Regions from separate parts of the Mus musculus genome. Here region 2 is linked to region 1. Evidence: chromatin contacts called from public Hi-C data. All regions are on one chromosome and are shown on one strand. Each heading gives the region's core, a stretch centred on a gene start, on an enhancer-like site or on the middle of the called end of the contact. The rest is flanking DNA. Distances are from core to core; before and after follow the strand shown. Region 1 has its middle 98 kb from the start of n-TDgtc1. Region 2 has its middle 47 kb from the start of Gm42131.

Region 1 (3,266 bases), core at 299-2,798:
ACCCCATTGTCACCTGCCGACATCCACCATAACTCATGCAGCTGTGAATCAACCTCCAACAGAATACCATAGAGTTCAAGAAGTGTGACAGAAGGAAAGGCAGTGACCAGATTTTAAAATATTCCAGAGGAAAGATATTTCAGCTGGTTTGTTTTCTCAGGTCTCTGTACAACTAGGATCAACCACCTTGATCTAGCCAAGGCAATTAAATTTATAGGGGTGTAATTTGCTCATATGTTTGTTGGGTTTTAGTACCATTATTATTATTACTAATATTATCATTATTATTATTGGATTTGGTGGTGGTGGTTTTGGTTTGCTTTGGACATTTATTTATTTATTTATTTATTTATTTAGAGACAAGGTCTCACTACATAACCCTGGCTGACCTAACTCACTATAGAGATAAGGCTAATCTCAAACTCACGGAAATCTGCCCGCCTCTGCTTGCAGAGAGCTGGGATTAAAGACACGCTCCACCATGTCCAGCTGCCATCAGCGTTTTTCAAAATGCACCAGGGAATTCCCAAGTATGGACAGGATTAGTTAGTTTATTTCTTTATGCATTAAGTTATCTAATATTTAGAAGGAGCTACGAAGGCCCTCACTGAAGAGTGTACAGCACATCAGTCAGCTCGCAGGAAGGGATGAGAAACAGGCCGTCAGCATGCTTCTCAAGACCCAGGCAGTCTGAGGTTCTCCTCAGATGAGTAGGAGGCAGCTGAGGTTCTCCTCAGCGTCCGCAGAAGTGAAGAGTCAAAGAGTAGATCTTCTTCCATGTAAAAGCTCCATTATTGATGCCTTCCCTGAGTCCACAAAGCCTGCTGGGTCCTGCCATAGCTCCGCCCCTCACTCACCTGGACAGAGCTGGAGCAGGGATGTGAGACTCTTCGGGGAGAATCTTGCTGAAGATGTTGCTGTGAGCTCCTGTTTGTCCTGGGAAATGTCAGACTTCGTCTACACGGCAGAAGAGTCTGAGTAAGGTCGGTGTGAAGGGTGAATACCGGGCACAGGAGACAGGCACTCTAACTAAAGCACACGCCCGCAAGAGGCTCGTGCGACTAGTGTATCTAACAACCTCTAATTAAGTCGTGTCATGTAGCCAGATTTGACTCGGAGAGAGAAATGCCTACAGTAATTGCGTCTAGTTCATTGTGCAGCACGTTCGCCATCATAACTGCTAATTCAATTGTACGTTCAGCCAGCCAGCTCGTCGCCATTAAGCACGCATTTAATTACTTCAATAAAGGATTAATATGCAGCACACCAAAGGAGGGACTGAACACGGTGCCAAAGCACACAGCTGCTCCAGCGTTTAGCCCAGAGATAAAACAAGAATATCATTGGGCAGCATAATCCTGTACCAAATGCATCATTACTCAGTGAACATTCCAGACTTTTATTTTCATGCTTGTATGCACCGATCCACATGCACAGATTTCCATGTCATGAGAAAGAGCCGCGAGAGGTGCTCAATGGCTTCCCATTGTCATCTCAATAGGGTGCCCGGCCCCACCCCTATCTTTCTCTGTGCTTGTAGGGCTGTGCTTATCTTGTCTCCGGGAGAAGGCTTACAGTCCTACATTACAACATCCTGAGATAAGAGCCCTCCCTTGACATTGTTCCTGCCCTGGCTGCAAACAAGTAACAAACCTGGCATGTATAAAAGAGAGAGAGACAGACAGAGAAAATAACAAAGCAGGGCCCCCCTCCTTCCCAACTCCACCTCAAAGGACAGCCCATCAATTCTGCAGGAGGTACACAATCATTATTGTAGGGGAAACAAAGACCAGTGTCAATTGTGCAATGTTATAAAGCAGTCCCTCAAATTAAAACCATGTACCTAACTGCATGCGATGGCAGAAGCTATTTAGCAGTGATATTTTACAGAAAGGCAATGAAAAGCAATAACTGCTTTATTTAATGTATCTGTTCAATCCAGCTGCCCTGGATAGGGCTTAATAGAAGCTGTCGATCAATGTCAGGCCCTTAGAAATAACTGCAGCAGACTGCAATAAACACGCGGGGAAGATAACTGGAACTACTGATCAGCCTCTTGTTACCTCTCCTGTGCCCTGAGATTTGTCATTTGTTTATGCTACTCATAATGGCTGGCTGCACGGGTATCGCTTCACCCACCTGGTGGTGGTATGGGTGCCTCCTCGGGGTGCAGGAGAGAGAGATCAGGGGGAGAAGCTTCGGAAAGTGAAGGAAGAAGAATAAATAGAAATAGGAGACCCAGGGCAAGGGCGCCATGGAGAGAGAGGAGTTTGGAACATAGAAAGCACACATTGCGGCATCGCTCCTCCATCTTTACCATCTCATGGTAGGTTTTCCCGTAGGATTAATGAAACACACAGCAGTCATGTTTAGCTTCAGTGTCTTTTCCAGCAGTTCCTGTGTTGTCAAGAAGATGCTATGCAGTCCTGTAACCCTGACGGCCCCAACTGGGAGTCTACTGGCTTTCTTCACCCACCCACCCTGGTTCCTTGCTCCAGCCACAACCTTCCAAGATACATCCTACCCCGCCCCGTTTTTATAAATCTAATTTTCATATTCGTTCTTTAAGTTTTGTCTGTGGCTGCCATGGTTCGAAGATGGCAGAGGTAGGTAGATATAGCAAAGGCCTGGTCATCCCCATAGTCTAAAATATTTCCTGACCCATTCTAACAAAAGTTTTCCATCCACTTAGAAGTCACCACCTCAAAGCATGGATTTCCAGCCCAGAGCCCACAGCCCATCTCTGCCCTGGTGCTTTTAAGGGGTCCCTCCTTCCGGAAGTCTCCTTTACTCTTAGGTATAATAACATAAAACATAATTCGTCTTTAGTGCCCCATATCTTGCATCCCAAAGGCTGGCCTCAGTATATATTTTAAACATCCGGATGGAAAAGATGACTGATTTTGACTTTAACCTCCTTATTTTTTTTCTTACCATCCTCTTCCCTTACTAATTTCCAATTAGCCCCACCACACACCATTCAATCAGTAAAAAGAGTGTGAAGGCTCTCCCATCCCAGCTGTCTGGAGACCCCACCTCTGCCCACTCAGTTACCTTGGCCTGGGTTACCACAACCTCTTAGCCAGTCTTCTGATCTTAATCACTGGCCTTTAAAGCAGTGAGGTGTTTAAAATCATAATTACATTATTTAACATTTAACATAATTAAGTACTTCCCGGCAGTACAGTCCAAGAACTCCATATCTATCCCAGCCTCTCTGAGCCCTTCAGAGTAAGGTTGAAGGTGCCACACTCATCCCCAAAGGC
Region 2 (3,566 bases), core at 180-2,679, 410 kb before region 1:
GCAAGGCCGCCTCTAATGTATGCATTGCCTGATTTCATACATGCTGATTGCGTAGCGATTTATTCTACAAGTGCCAAGGAGAAGAGTCACCCCCGGACTAAATGTAAAATCTTTATTCTCACCAATGTCTAAATCATTGTTTTCTCGCGGCTGAGATCATGTGGCACACATTATTAATAGCTCTGGTCTCTCCACCACTTGACACGGCGCTCCAGCTGTCATTCTGTTCCCTGGCTCGTATGATTCTTGCACTGGTGAAGTGCCAGGCCCGGGTCCAGCCCATCAGTCACTGTCACCCACCACCCAGTGATGAATAGCCTGGCCGTCGCCGTGGCGAGGCCTGGGCTCTGATTCACAGGCGTCTGACTTTTACCAACTCGAGCTCACCAGCTGAGGCCTATCCCGAGCTAAGGAAGGCCGCAGTGACCTGGAAATGGCCCCGCCTCCTCTCCCCAACTCTCCCTTGGTCCCTCCCTCCTCAGATTAGTTAAAAATGAAACAAATCCTAATGTGATCATGTCACTAATTATGCATTTAATTCAGTTATAAGGAGCTAATGGCTCCCTCAGTGACAGCTTTTACTGCTAAAAGGCAATTCATTCCTGAAACGGAGAAATCTAATTACACAAAATGCTCCATCCTAATCCTTTCAAAGAATAATCTTATTTGTAGACATTAACATCCCAGATGCTGCTGCTGTTTGTCCATTATGACAGTGTTTGTCCTGAATAATGTATAAATAGCTCTTTCTGGACAGTTGCATGTCACTAAATCAATACAATTTGCTGCCTTCTGTTACATTAAGTCGGCCTGGGCAGGCTGGAGAAAATTAACCTTTTGTTTTCCTCCCCTCCCCCTTTCTCAAAGGGCCTTCAGAATTAGAAATGAGCGAAGGATCAAAGAGGGCCTAGTGAAGATAAAGGAGACAGTGAGGAGAGGCAGGTGTGGGCCACAGCTAAAGGATATAGATCCTTTGGTGCAGATGCTGTGGCCTCGACCACCAGTCATTGGAGGAAGAAGATGGCTGACATCTGTGACGATTGCCCAGAAATTACTCCAAACATGGACTTGGACCAGAGCCCCTCGAGTGTTGATCCTTCGTCTCAAGATTTCTTAATTCAAAGTGACAATTATTTATTTATTTATTTATTTATTTATTTATTTTGGAGAGGGGCCTTGGATTCCGTGTGCAAAGTTCACAGTTATGGTGACCTGCAATCGTGACCATCATTGGCTTCAATGGCCTTGGTCAGAATGCTTTTTACGAAGCCTTGGGCACTGCATGTTTTGTGTAATCTATGGGGGTAACAAAGGATTCACCCAAGGATAATTTCATCTGGTTCACACAACCCTGAAAGGATGCCACGAACCTCTCATCCTAAAGTCGAGGAAATGGAGGTTGGACGAGTTGGCCAAGTGATTGGGACTCCGTTGTCTCCTGGTTTCAGACGCCATCTTTCCACTGTGGTCCCTCAGTTGACAGAACACACAGGGCCTCTGGCTGGCCAGGAAGCTCTCATGGAGCATCCACAGAACTCAGGAGCACATTCGTGTCCACGCGGTATTCTCTGCCACATCAAACACAAGGAGACGAGTTTTATTTGTTGCATGATCATCAAAAGATTGTGTTAGACATTCTGAATACTATACACTCCCTTGGGAATATTAAATAAAGTGGAAAAAGACATTTCTGCAAAGGGCCAGGAAGCTCTTCCACCTTTGTCTCTTGCGCTGTCTCTGCTGCGACCAATCAGCTTGGCAGCTGTAGGACGGGAGCAGAGACAGTGACTGAATGATGGTCATGAAGAGGTAACACCCTGTGCTGTCCAAAAGAGACCCTCAAGGGGAAGTATTTTACAAAGCTATCACTTCTCAGCTTTTTGCTGAGATCAAGGATAGCACATGTGAATGTGAAGCAATTCCGGTTTGTAAGCGTCATGCTTTGCGATGTCACATTTGTAATGTCACAGTCTTCTTCTTGCTCCCGCACTGCACTTTTGTCATCTTAGGTTGTCTTATGAGTGTAATACAGACATCTGCTGCCTTCACATAAATTCAGATGTGTCCACAGAGGTTCCTGAAAATAAAAGCAATATTTAAAAAGGGGGGGTGGATTTGGTGAGAACACCTTGTATTTCTTGCCCCTGCCTTACTTTTCTACTGAATTCACTTTGACTGTTTTAGGGGATGACCAACCATTCAGTCTTATAGTCACATTATGTCCCACTTTCTGGTACCAAAGATGAGATAAGGGGTATGTGGTGTTATGTAGCTATGGGCATTAGGGTCTTCTGTTGAGTTAACTTGCCAGAATCTCGAATAAATGGTATCCAGGAATAATAATATCAGTATCAGGCAGGGCTGTTTCTAAAGGACGAGTCAGTGGTGAACCAGTAACGTTTACACTGTCAGCTTTGAGATATGCTACGGGAGTAGAACAAACAGGTTTCAGGGAAGAAGAGGAAGTCAGGTTTGGATTTTAACTGCTCCCAGAGCTCATATGCTAAAGGCTGATTGACAGCCCGTTGTCCTGTCGGGAACTGGTAGAATCTTCAGAAGGTGAGGCTTCTTGGAAGGAGGTTACATCACAGGCGGCTTTGGGGAGGGACACTGAGGAATAAGACCCCCTCCCTCTCTCTTTGCTGCTTTTTCACCTGAGCTGAGAAACTTGGGTTCATCTGCACTGTCACAAACCCCAAGGCAGCAAAATCAAGCGACCATGGACTGTGAAACTCTGAGTCAAAAGACACTTTTCCTTGCTCACAATAAATTGCTCGGAGCAGATGTTTTGCCGTGTGGATGGATGGGCAGCACCACAGCTCCAGGTCAAAAATAAGGTAAGATAAAATCCAAACCACAAGCCTGCACCTTCGTCTAAGTTGTTGTCAAGCTCACAGCACGCAGCCAACTGTATCAGAGCCCTTACTGTGCAACATTTCTTGATTATTCAAAGCACACAACACAGGTTTTCTTAAAGGCTTGCCACTGGTAGGCACCGATGCATATAAAATGCTGTTTCGCATAATACTTTAATTAACCATGGAGAAGAAATAAGACAGTCTAAAGTTAATCTTATGAACGTAGAAGTTGCAAGGAAAAGTTCTCAGGGATTTCAATCTAGTAGAGCGTTCAAGCTCTGCTTTTTCTGAAACTGAATGGGAACACCACGTGGGGACTAGATGCAGGAGCTGCAGTGGGCGAGACAGGCTCTTGCAGAACTTGGAAGTTTGCTTTTGTGCTTTTTGCTTTAGCGTAGCTCTTGGTCTTATGCTGTATTGCTTTACTTAGGTACATAAGAGTAACTTCCATGCCTCCTTCGTATTTCCCTATACATACACGTGAGACCATCCATTTGGAAAGGAAGCCCATCCCGGCTCACTCTTGGGTAAAGTTGTAGAGCACAGTTCACATATTAGTCAATTCTAAGAATGGGGCTTGATTTTCCAACTATCAATCCTTTGGAATGAACTTTTGTTTAGCATCTTAGGAACTATTATTGAATCCCTGGATATTTATCTTCTGCATTGTCAGACTTTCAAAATGGCTACGGCCAGTCAAACTGACAC

The links. A called contact is a pair of places that touch in the nucleus more often than the background predicts.
Region 2: a contact with region 1 is called in a Hi-C map of the N1E-115 cell line, with 9 times the contacts expected there. The contact joins two enhancer-like sites. A contact is called at or near these places in 1 of 484 Hi-C or Micro-C datasets (the N1E-115 cell line) and 1 of 9 other capture datasets (embryonic stem cells).

The regions. Positions count from the first base shown.
Region 1 is chr5:101,089,328-101,092,593 of GRCm38.p6, reverse strand. No RefSeq gene overlaps it. Among named protein-coding and RNA genes, the nearest start is that of n-TDgtc1, 98 kb to the right of the region's middle. Within about 2 kb of position 1,548, at least 21 of the 459 cell types and tissues checked have an H3K27ac peak or open chromatin away from gene starts, as enhancers often do. A contact at or near this core is called in the N1E-115 cell line, where this site is marked.
Region 2 is chr5:101,494,299-101,497,864 of GRCm38.p6, reverse strand. No RefSeq gene overlaps it. Among named protein-coding and RNA genes, the nearest start is that of Gm42131, 47 kb to the right of the region's middle. Within about 2 kb of position 1,429, at least 10 of the 459 cell types and tissues checked have an H3K27ac peak or open chromatin away from gene starts, as enhancers often do. A contact at or near this core is called in the N1E-115 cell line, where this site is marked.